Regions from separate parts of the Mus musculus genome. Here all the other regions are linked to region 1. A link is a contact called in public HiChIP or PLAC-seq and Micro-C data. All regions are on one chromosome and are shown on one strand. Each heading gives the region's core, a stretch centred on a gene start, on an enhancer-like site or on the middle of the called end of the contact. The rest is flanking DNA. Distances are from core to core; before and after follow the strand shown. Region 1 overlaps Dpp4 (dipeptidylpeptidase 4). Region 2 holds the start of Ifih1 (interferon induced with helicase C domain 1). Region 3 overlaps Ifih1 (interferon induced with helicase C domain 1).

Region 1 (4,933 bases), core at 765-3,264:
ACTATAAACTGGTAAAATCTCATACCTGAGGTGGTCTCAGACCCCACTGGATAAACATACTATTGTTGTTTAGCTAAACTGATGGAACCTGCCTTCTAGATATGTGTTCATATACACATAGCCATGAATGCCACTCTTAGCCTTCACAAGGGAAGCGTCTCTGTAAAGGGAACCATCTTCGCAGTGAGAAGAGCCTCTGTGTTCACTGTGCAGGCTTCACAGCCAGGCCATGTGCTTTTTAAACAACAGGACTTGCCCAGTGAGATAATATGATGGACACACACACACACACACACACACACACACACACACACACACACACTCACAGGCAGAGGCAGAGGTTTTATTACTTTTTTTTGGTATCTTCATTCTATTTTTATTTTTTTATTAGGTATTTTCCTCATTTACATTTCCAATGCTATCCCAAAAGCCCCCCATACTCCCCCCCACTCCCCTACCCACCCACTCCCACTTTTTGGCCCTGGCATTCCCCTGTATTGGGGCACATAAAGTTTGCAAGACCAAGGGGCCTCTCTTCCCAGTGATGGCCGACTAGGCCATCTTCTGATACATATGCAGCTAGAGACATGAGCTCCGGGGTACTGGTTAGTTCATATTGTTGTTCCACCAATAGGGTTGCAGACCCCTTTAGCTCCTTGGGTACTTTCTCTAGCTCCTCCATTGGGGGCCCTGTGTTCCATCCAATAGCTGACTGTGAGCATCCACTTCTGTGTTTGCCAGGCACCAGCATAGCCTAACAAACACTTTGCCCCTTCTTAGAATTGGAAACAAAACACCCATGGAAGGAGTTACAGAGACAAAGTTTGGAGCTGAGACAAAAGGATGGACCATCTAGAGACTGCCACACCCGGATATCCATCCCATAATCAGCCTCCAAATGCTGACACCATTGCATACGCCAGCAAGATTTTTCTGAAAGGACCCTGATATAGCTGTCTCTTGTGAGGTTTTATTACTTAATGTAAGATGTTATCACATAAGTATTACAAAAAAAAATTCCTTTACACAAAGTAAAGTTATTCATTCACTTCACTCCAGAGACAAATCACAAAGAGCCTAACATCTTTCTCCACACTCTCAAACATTTTCATGTGCATGGAAACACCTAACCACAGCACCTGCCACATCACAAGCAGGCCAGTAAAAGCTGCCCTTTGTGTTACTCTTTTCAAAGCCCATGGGAAAGTAATTCTCTTATAGAAACTGTCCTTTCCAACGAAGTTTTTAACAGTAGTTCCTTTTGAGCTAACCTGATAATATCCGACTTTTGAACCTTCTCCTTCCATAGATAAAACTGCTACATTCTCCTTGTTAGCTCACAGACGTTGTTTAATCCAATAGCTGACTGTGAGCATCCACTTCTGTGTTTGCCAGGCACCAGCATAGCCTAACAAACACTTTGCCCCTTTTTAGAACTGGGAACAAAACACCCATGGAAGGAGTTACAGAGACAGTTTGGAGCTGATAATTTTAATTGATAATTAATTAAAATTAATAATCGAGTCCAGATTCCTTGGGATTACCTAGTATCCAGTGGGCCATTATTCCCTTCCTGCGCCCCTCTTAGCACCCCTCTGGCACTGCTCAGCCTGTTCTCACATCAGCACATAGCTTTTCTAAGCTCCTCATCTGTGCCTCACTCTGGTTCCCTTCAGCTTATGACATTCTTGGGGATCTACACGCAGATCAAGGAAGATGACTCACGGCGCGTATACACCCGCAGGGCCTACACCAGCCCTGCCTTGTGTAAGGTTCACTTAGGTGCTCAGGAAGCTGAATGCAAACCACTTTTTATCTGTTCACAAACAGTCCCAGAGTCTGGCCACACTAGAGCAAGTCGAACAACAACTACTCCCTGTGGGTTGGTTTTTGGGTTTTTTTTTTTTTTTTTTAGTTTTGTTTTTTATCTTGCCGTTTGATGAGCAGGACACATTGGAAGACAGTTTGGAAACATCTAGATAAGCGAGTTCTGTGAGATTCGAGTGCCAAGTCCAGGTTTTGACCTTTATCAGCTTCACAGTTTGCTGGCAAGGTACACCCTTCCGACTCTTACAGGACGTGCTCATGTTCCTGTTTCTCCTTCCTCGTCTTCTTGCTCCTTGACAGGGCACTGCTGCAGCAACAGATGCAGGTCCTTGGCTGCTGCTATGGTTTTCGTGGTGCGACCCGGGACACGCCGTTCACTTGACTTATTGATTTAAAGCCTTGTGCCAGCCAAGGAAAGCAGTTGATCATGTGGTACCCATCAGCTCATAAACAAATGCAATCTCTTGAATTTAGAATCTTAGGGAAGACATTAGCTGTATTCTGCTTTATTTCCTTGGCTTAAAGAACTAAGATGAGCCATGTAAAAATGACATTTGTCAATCATAAACATCAGAAGAGCAGCATTCAAAATGGTTCAGCCTAGTAATGAAGTCTCACCAAAGGCTATGGTATAATGAATCCTAGCTTCAAGGTCAGAATTACTTATAAATCAATTGTAACCCCAGGATAACAAAATCAAAATAAGAGAGACTACAGTCTTCCAGAGTAGTCTTGATTTTGACCAATGTCACCATGTGTGTTAACTATTTTTTCAATAAAAAATATGTTCATTCATCATTAATGTTTTAACTCTTAAACTCTGATTTATAACATTTCTACTTTCCAAAGATAAACTGCTTTGGAAATTAAATAGCTAATGAAATACTTCTAGAAAGAAATATGTTTCTTAAGGCTCACAAATGCATGAAGTTGTTTAAGAAAAAAACAGGAAAAAGAGGTATTTGGTTGTAGTTTGTGGATGCCATATGGCAACCAGTCAACATTCCACACTAATTCTTGTCTCTACAAAGAGTACAAAGAAATAAAACAGGTGTTACTGCAGAATTCACTTTTGTAAAATAGCAGTCTTGGCAGACAAAGAAAAAATATTCAATAAGGAGGAAGTAACAATTAACGGACAGGCTTCATGGCCCCTGAGACTGGATCACACAGCCACTTCCTATCTCTGCCGAATCACAAAACACAAGAAGGGAGTCGCAGGTGGCACTGAAAGCCAAGGGCCTAGTTGTGAGCACAGACTTGCCTATTGCATTTGGCTTTGGGGAACTACTGAATAACTTGCTATTGTTCAGATCTAACTCATTGCAGTAGTTTTAAGAGGTGCAGGCTTGGAGAGAGGTGATTAAGTACTGGAGGTTCTATTCTCAGGATTGATTAGCAACTTGTGAAATGGGTGGGGGCAATGAGTGTACCCCACCATGGACCACCACGTGAGGATGCTGCTGATAGAAGATGTCATCAGGGAAGCAATCTCTTACATAATGCTGAGCTAGCTGGTTCCTTGACCTTGGCTTTCCCAGGTTCTAGAACTATGAGAAATAACTTCCTGTCCCTTATAATTACCCAGCCTTAGATATTTTGTCCTAGCAGCATAAAATGGCCAGCCCAGAAATTGGTATTGGACAAGTGAAGAGTTGCTAAGCAACACTGGAAGTGGATAATGGATAGAGCCTGGAACTGTGTGGAAGCAACTGTCAAAATGTGCTTCATACCTTTTCTGTGAATGTAGCACTACAACCAATGTTAGTGAGGGGGTCCAAGGAGTAGGACTCCAGAGAAAGGTTTAGTCTTCTTTGAAATTATCCCAAGTGATCATGTTAAGAATGGTGGGAGAGAAAAGGATGGCACAGACTGCACGAATGAAGTTCTATAGAGAAATGAGGACCATCTTTTTGAAAATTAGAGGAAAGGCCATCCTTTCTTAGTATGGCAAAGAACTTGTGCCTATGCTCTAAGGCTTTCTGGAAAGGACAATACAGGAACTATGATCTTAACTTGGTGTAAGAAATTTCTGAACAAACTGATTACAGTATTCTGTTGGTACTCTTGATTGCCTAGAGTAAATTGTAAGAATAAAGACATGGACTACTGACAGAGTTGGCAATCAAAAGGCAAACAGAACTTAAATACTTAGAAAAATTTCAGTTTGACTAGGTCATAAAGATGAAATGGCATATTTGGAAATAATGCTAAGGGTATGTGTTAGCATGTTAGCATTCTTTCTAGGCTCTGCCCAACAGTTACATAACAACAGCCAGGTAGACCTGGCTTACTATAGAAAAGGAACATTTTGGCCTGTCTTCTTTGCTCATTCTGACTGTTTTCTCTCTCTGACTCCTTGTTTCCTATCTCTCCTTCCCCCTCCTCCCTCTCTTTCTCCTCTCTCCCCTCCCCCCTCTCCCCCTCTCTCCTTCTCTCCCTCTCTCTCCTCTCTCTCTATTTCTATTCCCTTCTCAACCCCCTTCCCAGGTCCCCTAATAAACGCTAAAATATGGCTGGTACCTCAGGGGGGAGGGATACCTCAGCATGGGCCTGCTGAGGCACCTCCTCTTCTCACACCATACTGCATTCTACAAAACATATCTTTGGCTTTACAAAACATATAAATATGGACAAGTAATGATTTGATATGGAGGTCAATATATGAGGAGGGAGCCTGAGGCTGTGTGCTCTGGGCTGTGTTTTGGTGCTCCAGATGAAGACCACAGCCTGGGTAAGACATGAGTAATGAAAGTTTGTCTGGCTTATAGTTCTAGAGACTGGAAAGTGCAGGATCATCAGTTCGTGTCTTGTAGGAAACTTGCTGCTGAGTTATAGAAAAGCATAAGGTATCACATGGCTACAAAGTCTGCACAAAACGGCAAGGGTGGGTGTAACTTGCTTTTATAATATACCCACTCCTGCAAACACAACCATAGTCCACTCTCAGGAGTGGAGCCCTTACCGCCTCACATCTGTTGTTAGGCCCATGCCTAACACTTCTGCACTAAGAGTTAAAATCTCTACACATAATGTTCAGAGATCATAAACCATTGCATTACTCACAAAGAGACTGGAAGAATGACTTTAAATGCATGTTGGAGAG
Region 2 (4,933 bases), core at 2,116-4,615, 250 kb after region 1:
AAGGCAATTCAGTTCATCATGTCTTCAACTCAATTTCCTTTCTTTCTTTCTTCTTTTTTTTCTGATAAATTCAAACACCAATCAAATGATGAAAAGACTAGCATTGCCTGGGTCCTAGGCATTCACAAAGTGACAGTCAGCTTCTCTTTCAAATCAATTTAATCCAAGGACATTAAGAAGTAGGCTTTTATGTGGGAGATTTCCCAAGTCCCTGAAACTCTACCCCTAAATTACAAAGCAAGGTGTGTGATAATTAAAGTCCATATAATCTTCATATCGAAAGAACATTATTTATGAAACTTCTTTTAAACATTTCATAATTAGTGTTGATGTGAGCTTAGAAATTATTGTGTTATTCATTTTTCCAGGGAAACTTAGGATCATGGAACCAAATATCACATACAGCAAAATGCATTATTATTAGTAGTAGTAGTAGTAATAGTAGTAGTAGTAGTATTACTATTATTACTATTATTTATATTGTCCTTACTATTCTATATTCTTATAGTTGTGCCATGCCACTTTGTTGTTGTGTGGTGAGTCCTGTATCAAAAGAGATTCCTCCAAACGTAACACCGCCATTCCACTGTGCTTCGTGACCACACACAGAGCTTCTCACTTAAAACACTGCATGAGGAAACAATGACAGACTCCTGCGGCCTCACTACTGCCCCCTGGCTTCAAAGCAGTAGCTCTTCCTTCTCTCAGGGATTCCTTAGAAATGTGAAGCTGGGAGAAAGTTCGTTTGTTTTGGCTTAACTGCTGCCAGTACACAAAAGTCCTCTCCCCATCCATCTTCTCCGTGTCAAATCCCGCGCATTACTGTTAGCTGCCTCCGAGCTTGCCAGAATCAAGAACTTGGATAAAATGTAGCTGGCAGAAATTCAACCCAGGCAAGACAAAAGTGATGCAGATAGGCAGACGTATTTAGAGTAAATACGGCGAAGTGCTGATTCTCTGGCACTCGGGACATCGTACCAGCAAACATAAACAGCTTTGTGGTGTGACTGGACTCTGTTGCTTCTGGACTTCCTAACAGCTACTGTGGCTGGAAATGCCATCTTCCTTCTCCAGCTGGCTTGGAGGCTGCATGCTTTCTTCCAAATTACGACTCTGCCACAGTGATGTACACATTTGTCATATCCAGCTGGACCACTATAATGCGCTCTAGCCGGTTCTCAATACAAGGAATGATATAAACGCGGCTGACAGCAGTGCAAAGTAATTTACTTGTTGGAGGGACTGGACATCCAAACGCGATGCATGACTTGTCTCTGAACTGGCCTAGGTGCTGCTAAGTCTATGAAGTACTGCTGATATTAATAACTAAAGGCCAAGTCACCTCATATATAACCAATCAGTCTGATGCCAAGAGTCTACACTGAAGATACAGCCAATGAATGAAACAGAAGAAACTGTCAAAATTGTAGCAAACTATAATGAAGCTTTTGACTTACATTAACAAGTTATTAGTCCACAAAAAGACTTTAAATTGTATTTAATTTTATTTTACTTGTGTGTCTATGTGTTGGGGGGCAGTAGAGGATGTGCACGTGGCTGTAGTGTGGGTGAAAGACATAGGTATTGAAATCTCCACTGATCTCATGAATTCATAGCCAGTTGTGTGACACCTGACAGGGTCACTGGGAACTGATTTCCCACCCCCTTCAAGAGCAGCACTTGCTATTGAGGACAGAGACATCTCTCCAGCCCCCAAACAAGACTTTCATCTTTGAACACTGGGTAAGCTAGATGCAGACAGTTCAGTGTTTACACAGAACATGGTAAAGTTTCAGTCTTTACAAACGACCAGCATTGTGTTAAGTTCCCAGGTAAAGTGACCCATACAAATGATACTCCAAAAGGGTCACCTGCTCCTTCAATAGTGTGAAAAACTGAGAGTGGTGGCATTTGTCAGTGGACTATGTCTGAACTTGAACTCTAGACAATAAGAAAACTCTGATCAGAAACAGAGAAACAAGAACTAATTCCTCATCTGACTTATTTATTATTTACTAAGCTCTACAAACTCTAAGACATGGAAGGGGGACATTGGGAACCTGGTAATAAATATTTTAGCCTTATAGGCCATATTACCCACACCCAACCGTGAAAAGGCAACTATAAAAAAGTATATAATAAGCACTAAGGACGAGAGTTCCAATAAAACTTTATCAACACTTACAATTGAAAAATCAGACAGCTAAAGAACATTCTTAGTTTCTGGTTCTTAAAATACGAATAGAAGGCTAGATGCAGCGGGTGGGCCATAGCTTACTGGCTGACATACTGAGGAATAGGTAAAACTAAATCATAAAATTCAGTATCACCTGGAATTGATTAATCATAATGATGGCAAGGCCGCTTCTGTTCTTCCTGGGAGACCAAGAATGAATTGTTTAACTTACCTTGTTTTTCTCATCTGTTAAATGGACTCCCTGTGGGTTATTTTGAACAATTATACAAGATGGGGAGGTTGCGCTGACAGAAGTCAAAAGCCGCCCTCTAGGGAAAAAATGTACAAGCAACCCTGCTTCCTGCTTCCCAAAATCTTCCAGAAACCTGTCTCCGACTACATTGACACCTACCCGATTTCTGTCTTCGACTGTCAATAGTCCCTTCTCGAAGCAAGTGTCCAAGACATCGTTAATCAGAAGTTTGTCCACCAAAGTGGGCTGGAGGAGGGTCAGCAAGTGGAGACACTCGTCATGGGCAGTCTCAGAGGAAGGAGAGGGCAGATCAGTGAGTGTGGGTTTGACATAGCGCGCGGCTAGGGGATTGCCACTGTGCTCTAGGGCCTCCACGAACATCTGCGTCCATCCCAGAGGCCATTGTCCCTGCTCCAAGGTGCTCAGCAGCAGTTCTGCCGCGCTGGTGTTACCACAGGTGTTGATCTTTTTAAGAATCTGCTCTTTGGTTTCTGCAGACAGAAAGATGAGGTGGTCCAGCACTGGCTCCACCTGAATGTACATTTTCAGCCTGGGCCTGAAGAATAAGATGAGATTCCTGAAGCTGTCCTCTGCAGAACAGACAATCGACATCGTGAGGTCTCAGGAAATGGGAGAGGAGTCTCCCGGGCGGGCGGGGCGGGCGGGAGGACGATCCTCAGGTGGCAGTGAATGTGTCCCCGCCTGAACTGCCTGAGAGCCGCAGGTACCAAGTAGCCTCCGAGCACCGGATCGATCGGTGGCACCCGGCAGGGGGCAGACGAGCCAGGACAGCGCTGCAACTGGTGGGCACAGACCCGGGACCGCTCTCGCTCTGCGGCCGCTGGGACGTTCACCCTCAGGGAGCTTTAAGTATTGCCTTCCACCCACAGATCGGTTTCTGTTTCGATTCTCTTCTCCAGACTTTCCTAACGTCAACTTCCGGGCCAGAGAATAAGTTTCGTGAGGGTGGAGGAGGCCTGTGGAAGCGGCGGGTTAGGTGAGGACTTTGGTCAAGAGCACCGTGAGAAAGTGAGAAACAGGAAAGGGAACGCGAATTCTTCCTTGTGTTGAGAAAGCAAGCGGTACTCTGCACTATTTTATTTAAGGATACTTTTGTCTTCACCGCTGGGTGCCGCTTAGAAGACTGTACTCACTTGTCAGTTAATAGGGAGAGGGCGAGGAAGGTCTTGGGGGAAAGGAAGAATTGCCCCTAAGCCTTGATGTGAAAATTGAGTTATTCTCATTTGTGGGGATCAAGGGGTGGGGGTGGGGGTGGGGCAGACAAAGAGAGGTTCCAGACCTCCAGGGGGCGTTTCTGCATCCATCCTACCATAAACTTCCCGCCCAGTGGGGTCCCAAAAACTAATTTGTTCCTCCAAGAACGGGGGCTTAAGTATGAAAAAGTGAACTACTCTCAACAGCTTTATTTTCTCATGCTTTGTTTGGCGGTGTAATATTTATTCAGCTTTGACCGGGGCCTGCCTAATGACAGATGCATGCTGACTTTAGCCACCAACTGAGTTTAGGAGGAAGCCAAGACTGAAGGCTTCCTAACTCCCAGTATGCAAGGTCCCTGTATTCTCTAGTAGACAACTCTCTTACAATAAAACAAAAACAAAACAACAATACAAAACCCTCAACAACTTATTTTTTATATAGCTGCCATTCTTTTCTTGGACTGATTACAACACGTTTTGGCTGAAGCATCTAGTAACTTAATTAGCAACTAATGCACTGCCTTGGAGTAAACATTACCATTTGTCTATGTCATGGGAGGGAGAAAAGAGGCGTTCAGAGTGAGAAATAAAGACAGCAGCTTTGTTTCAGTACAGAAAGAGCATAAAAGAGAGTCTGTAGGTTGCCGTCCCCCAAGCAGGCAACTAGACCACCAGCTATGGAGGAACATTAACACTTTGAAAAGAACTTCCTGGCCCAGAATCCTATGGAGAATAGAAGCTATCAGATAGTCACGTTTAGAAAAATTAATCTTTTAGAGGAGATATTCACTGAAATCTGGGGAGGCCAGGGAGGCCTGGGATTCTTTGAAAACAGTAGGAGAGCTGCAAGATTTTCATGAACCTCGTGACAGCGTTCAAAATAACCAGAGCAGCACTTTATGCCATGCCCTCCTGTTAGTCTCTAGTTACGATTACAAACCTGAGATCCACTCTAAACGATTGTAAGCTGCACTCTGTAAAACGTTTTAGGAGTACCAAGTCATGCTGATTCCTGCCTGGAATGGGCGTTCTGGGCTGAACACAGAGGCAGGACTTTGTCAAACACACAGGTGAAGTCGCCCAAGTGATTGGAAGCATACTTGGCCTTGCAGGCTTTCCCCTTCTGTTTCCTCATAAAACCCTAATATTTTGTTATTTAATTTATTTAATTTGGAGGACTGACTTAGTGTTCAGTTAGAATTCATTTTAGTTATTGAATCTGCAAAAGGTATCTTTTCGAGATATTACAGAAATATATTATCAGGTTCCCCCAGCTACCTATAGATT
Region 3 (4,933 bases), core at 1,689-4,188, 220 kb after region 1:
AAATCGAAAGTTGATAGGAAGAATGTCAAGGCCAGGCTTCGGCACCTGCTCGCTCTATCCCTCACAATGTGATTATGCCTGATAATGCGGTCACTGTTGGACAATCTTGAAACTCACTCTGGGTAGCCCTGTCTTCCCACTGAAGGACATAGAGAAAGCCAGATGCAAGTCTGACATGGCTAATTGGGAGGTGTGTGGTCCTCTTGGAGCCTTTTCCTGAGATGTGACAGAGTGCGTGCCAAGACTAATCAAGCCCAACTGCTCCCCACTTCTGCTGAATCATATGGGGCTGCATTTCAGCATCTGAAGGAACCTGGGACTTCTCTCTCATGATGTTGAAGCCCTAGATAGGAAATGGAAAGTCTGGGAGCACAGGTGGTGTTTGCATTTCTCTCTGCACTTGAAGGCTATAACTTTGGAAAGGATGGAGACGAAAGTAAATGGTATTAGAGACCAAGTTTTCTGTACTCTAGATTGGGAGCTAAAATACATTGCAAGTTGGCTAGACACTAATATGCTGCATTCGTAAGTTAGAGATTTCCAAAAAAATAAAAAATAAATAATTAAAGCTGAAGGTTCTTTAAATATATTTAAGGGACAACTTACAGTAAACAATAACAATGTAAATGGAGAGCTAGTGGAAAGTCTTTGTAGTAATCTCAAAGAAAACAAGGAGGGAGGAAAGAGGACTGGGCGGTGCTTTTAGTGCTTGTTCAATGGGAAAATGTCATTGGAAAATTCAAATTTCATGTTTGGAACTCAAAAGCTTTGATAGTTAATTGAGAAATTTTTAATTACTCTGCTAAATATTCACACATAGACACAAACACTGGGATACCTTTGTTTATCTCATAGCTTTTAACAACAGCCACTAAGTACTCGGATTTTTAAGAACCTAGTTCACAAACCATGCTCAAATGGGTACAGGATCTACACAAGCCACATAGAACCAATAAAATCTGCTTTGATTATCAAAAGAATCCAATACAGTAGATACAAATGATGAAAATGATAAACAATAAATGTGCCTGTAAATGTGCATGAATAAGAACTACCTAGATTGTATGGGTTGAAAGAGTCCTAAGTAGAATAAATCAAGCAAAAGAACATTTATATAAAGAAAGGTACAGTAAACCATTACAAAATTAGATCTGGGACCAGAAAAGTGGCCCACTTAGTGGTTAAGAACACTCGCTATTCTTTCAGAGGACCCAGATTCAATTCCCAGGCACCACGTGGTAACTCCAACTCTCTGTAACTTCAGTTTGAGAGGATCCAACACTCTCTGACGGCTTCCATGGGCCTCAGGCATGCACCGGGTGCACAGACACACACACGCAGGCAAAACACTCATACACATAAAATAATAAAAACAGATCTAAAATGATCAGACAACATAAATAAGAAAAATGCTGAAGCTTGAAAGTCAGTTATACAAAAGTAAAATAAGGTTTTAGCTTAGTACAGATTCTGATATACAAATGTACTCAGTCCTGGATTGAGCTAGACCTCGTCTCTCCTCCACTCCACATTCCTAAGACTGCATCTACAGCATTTGTTCAACAATGTGTCTGGGAGACTATGAGGATGTTAAATCCTGAGGGGCCCGGGAATCATAATAAAAGGGACTATGGTGTCACCCAGTACCCACAGGATGTTGCCCTTTCTTTGTTGCAAAGCAGGAGAGTTATGATTATGTTCCAGGATAACAGAGGAAAGAATAACTGTGGGTTTCATAGAACACATGTGTTTAAGAGAACACATGCATGGATTACTTTGGGTGGCAAATGTGGAAAGAATGGCTGTGGTTGTTTTGGAAGATGGGAAATTTCCTTGGTACCAGATATTAACTAGAAGTGGCACATCTCTGCCAAGGAGGAAAGCTGTACCACAAAGGTCTTCTCAGCTCTTACAGTCTATGGTCCTCTGACCAGATCAGGGAAATAGAGAAGGAAATTAATGAAAGATAATCACTGGGCTTTGAAGCTACATGACTAGGATGAGGTGGTATATATGACACAGAGACAGATAAATAGGAAAGGGAGCCTTCGAGAGGAGAGGTCACCACCTCTCCTCAGAGGCTAAGATTCAGAAAATGGCAGAACTGCCCTAGAGGAACAAAGACATCGTGTAAGCAGCTTTGGATTCATTTAACAACATTATTTTTTTCCTGTGGATTTAGGACTCAATCCTGTCCTATATGTAAAGTATTCAATTTCATTAAGTTACAGATGATAAAGGAAGAAAAGAAAATAAGAAAATTTAATGAGTTATTATTAGACTTAATTTTTGAGCAAGCACATACATGCATATTCTCTCTCTCTCTCTCTCTCTCTCTCTCTCTCTCTCTCTCTCTCTCACACACACACACACACACACACACACACACACACACACACACACAGAGGGGCGGGGGAAGAGATTAGACAACTAAAATGTTAGAAAATGTTGAAATTTGTCTGAGGTCACAGTGCTAATAGGTAGGTAGAAATAGGATTTAAACTTATATTCAAAAAATGAATAAATGAAAGGTTTAGGGCAAATAAATATTAATGTTTCATTATTGCCAGAAAAGAATATAAAAATCATCTTCCCATGGTGGGTAGAAAGGTATAAAGATATGACCCTCTGTTTGGTTCTGGGAGTGCTGGATTTTTTGTTTGTTTGTTTGTTTGTTTGAGACAGGGTTTCTCTGTGTAGCCCTGGCCGTCCTGGAACTCACTTTGTAGACCAGGCTGGCCTCGAACTCAGAAATCCTCCTGCCTCTGCCTCCCAAGTGCTGGGATTAAAGGCATTGGCCACCATGCCCAGGTGAGTGCTGGATTTCAAATCCAGAGCCTTGCATCCTCTAGGCAGGAGCTCTACCACTGAGCACATGTCCAGGAGAGCAGGTCAGGCTTAGAAGGTCCACACAGGTCCATTTCAAACACGGTGATGGACACCACTCACCCTGTGGATACTGAATATGGTATTTTTAATATGGCAAAGCAGCTTCCTACAAAATGTTTTAGAATAATATAAATCTTAAAAAATTTACACAAGCAGTCTTAAAAGTCTATCGGTGTTATTTCCTTTAAACAAGTACATGATGATAAGAAAAAGGCTAATCATGAAAAGCACATTAAATTTTATTTCCTAGAATAGGAAAAAATATTATTCAGTCTACTAGTGTGTAAATTCTCTTCTATCTAAATAAAATTCAAATAAATAAATTTTGTTTACAGTGTTAATATAAAGATGATTGGAGGACCTTTACAAGATACAAATTTTCAAAGAAAAGTTCAGTAGCATTTAATGTAATACATATTAATGTTCAATTGGGTAAAAATAGTCAATTAAGTTTTCTCTATCTTTCAGTCACACTCTGCTCTATAATGTTCTGGATAAAGAGTATATACAATGTTTGGTTAAGTATTAGTGGCTAAAGATGCTTTAAAAGAAGGTAGTTGATCATCATTTTCGGGTCACACATGCTCAAAAGCGTGAGTGTGTTGAAATGGATGCTCACAGCCCTCCATTAGACAGAGCACAGGGTCTCCAATGAAGGAGCTAGAGAAGGTACCCAAGAAGCTGAAGGGGTTTGCAGTCCCATAGGAGGAACAACAATATGAACTAACCAGTATCCCCAGAGCTTCCTGGGACTAAACTACCAACCAAAGAAAACACATGGTGGGACTCATGGCTCTAGTTGCATATGTAGCAGAGGATGCCCTAATCGGTCATCAATGGGAGGAGAGGCCCTTAGTCCTGTGAAAGTTCTATGCTCTAGTATAGGGGAATGCCAGGGACAGGAAGTAGGAATGGGCTGGTTGGTGAGCAGGTGGGGGGATGGGGATAGGGGGTTTTCAGAGGGGAAACCAGGAAAGGAGAAAACATTTGAAACGTAAATAAAGAAATTATCTAATTAAAAAAAGAGCGAGTGTGCTGACAAATTAAATTTTTATATGTAAATTAGAACTATCTTGCTTAATGATCTAGTTTCATGAAAACATCAATTTTAAGGTTAATCTCTTAAATTTTAGATATATAGCTTAAGGATAAAAATGAAAATAAATGGTTTCTTTGACCTTAAACCTAATGAAATGAATCTCTGTGTGGTTTGGTGCTACAAATGTTATCATCTTCAGGCTTCAGTGAGAATGTTCATACAAGAGGGAGCACAGGAGCGTATACCTTATTGACAAGAACGATAACCTTCCCGGATTCAGATGCCTGCTTCTTCTTGTCTAAGTGATCTTTGGTGATGTAAACAGCCACTCTGGTTTTCCCACTCCCCGTGGGGAGGCAGATAATAATATTCTTCCCATCTAGAGCTGGTTGGGCCACTTCCATTTGGTAAGGCCTGAGCTGCAGTTCTGGCTCGGGGGATACTCTTTTTGTCTGGATGACACTTTCATCTGAGGGAAGAAAAACATGGAAAAGTGGCGTAAGAGAAACAGCAAAGATATGAAGGCTTGGAGGCCCAGCAAAGATACGAAGGCTTGGAAGCCCCCAAACTGCAGACAGGATTTAGATGTTTAAGGTCCTGTCCTCTGTGTTCCAAACCACTTCACTTTCTGTTTTCTGTACCAGGGAGTGTCAGGTCTGTCTTTCAGGACTGATCCAGGCTCCCTATGTTGGAGTGAATTAACAGCATAGAGGCCTTGGAAGGAGATGACTGGGGAAGAGTTGTCAAGAGAGAGCACTTCCCAGCTTGGATCACAGAAAGGATGTTGTGTGGGCTTGTAGGTTCCTATCGCTAATGCACAGGGCATCTCAGGTCTTTGCTCTGTCTCTTGTCCTCTGGGTTTCTCTTAGCCCTCCTCCCATTAAAGCAAAGTGGGCTAGAAAGGAAGGCTGATTAGTCCTCACTGCTCTCATGTCCGTTATTTTTTATTAAAAAGAAAGAAAAATAGCTGGAACTACTTCCTTAATTTGTTAAAAACATCATCTA

The links. Hi-C and Micro-C count contacts between places; a contact is called where the count stands out from the background. HiChIP or PLAC-seq counts read pairs in DNA pulled down with a chosen protein or histone mark.
Region 2: a contact with region 1 is called in an H3K27ac HiChIP or PLAC-seq map of thymic regulatory T cells, with 3 times the contacts expected there. The contact joins the promoter of Ifih1 here to the enhancer-like site in region 1. A contact is called at or near these places in 7 of 39 promoter capture datasets (the 3T3-L1 cell line, the HPC-7 cell line, hippocampal neurons and 3 more), 6 of 484 Hi-C or Micro-C datasets (CD4 T cells, DN3 thymocytes, the G1E-ER4 cell line and 3 more), 8 of 115 datasets of contacts at active chromatin or transcription factors (the 230-238 cell line, the HPC-7 cell line, the SCID.adh cell line and 4 more) and 2 of 9 other capture datasets (adipose tissue and pancreatic islet).
Region 3: a contact with region 1 is called in a Micro-C map of the G1E-ER4 cell line. The contact joins two enhancer-like sites. A contact is called at or near these places in 2 of 15 datasets of contacts at CTCF or cohesin (CD8 T cells and the G1E-ER4 cell line), 5 of 484 Hi-C or Micro-C datasets (CD8 T cells, the G1E-ER4 cell line and spermatogonial stem cells) and 1 of 115 datasets of contacts at active chromatin or transcription factors (large pre-B cells).

The regions. Positions count from the first base shown.
Region 1 is chr2:62,389,292-62,394,224 of GRCm38.p6, forward strand. All of the region lies in intron 2 of Dpp4 (dipeptidylpeptidase 4), which reads right to left. Among named protein-coding and RNA genes, the nearest start is that of Dpp4, 20 kb to the right of the region's middle. Within about 2 kb of position 2,015, at least 111 of the 459 cell types and tissues checked have an H3K27ac peak or open chromatin away from gene starts, as enhancers often do. A contact at or near this core is called in the 230-238 cell line, DN3 thymocytes, the G1E-ER4 cell line and 11 more, where this site is marked.
Region 2 is chr2:62,642,890-62,647,822 of GRCm38.p6, forward strand. Ifih1 (interferon induced with helicase C domain 1) reads right to left here and starts at 3,366. Exons shown (of 16, transcript NM_027835.3): 1 at 2,589-3,366. The coding sequence starts at 3,041.
Region 3 is chr2:62,613,088-62,618,020 of GRCm38.p6, forward strand. It overlaps Ifih1 (interferon induced with helicase C domain 1), which reads right to left. Exons shown (of 16, transcript NM_027835.3): 5 at 4,174-4,397. Among named protein-coding and RNA genes, the nearest start is that of Gm39839, 4.4 kb to the right of the region's middle. Within about 2 kb of position 2,939, at least 2 of the 459 cell types and tissues checked have an H3K27ac peak or open chromatin away from gene starts, as enhancers often do. A contact at or near this core is called in the G1E-ER4 cell line, where this site is marked.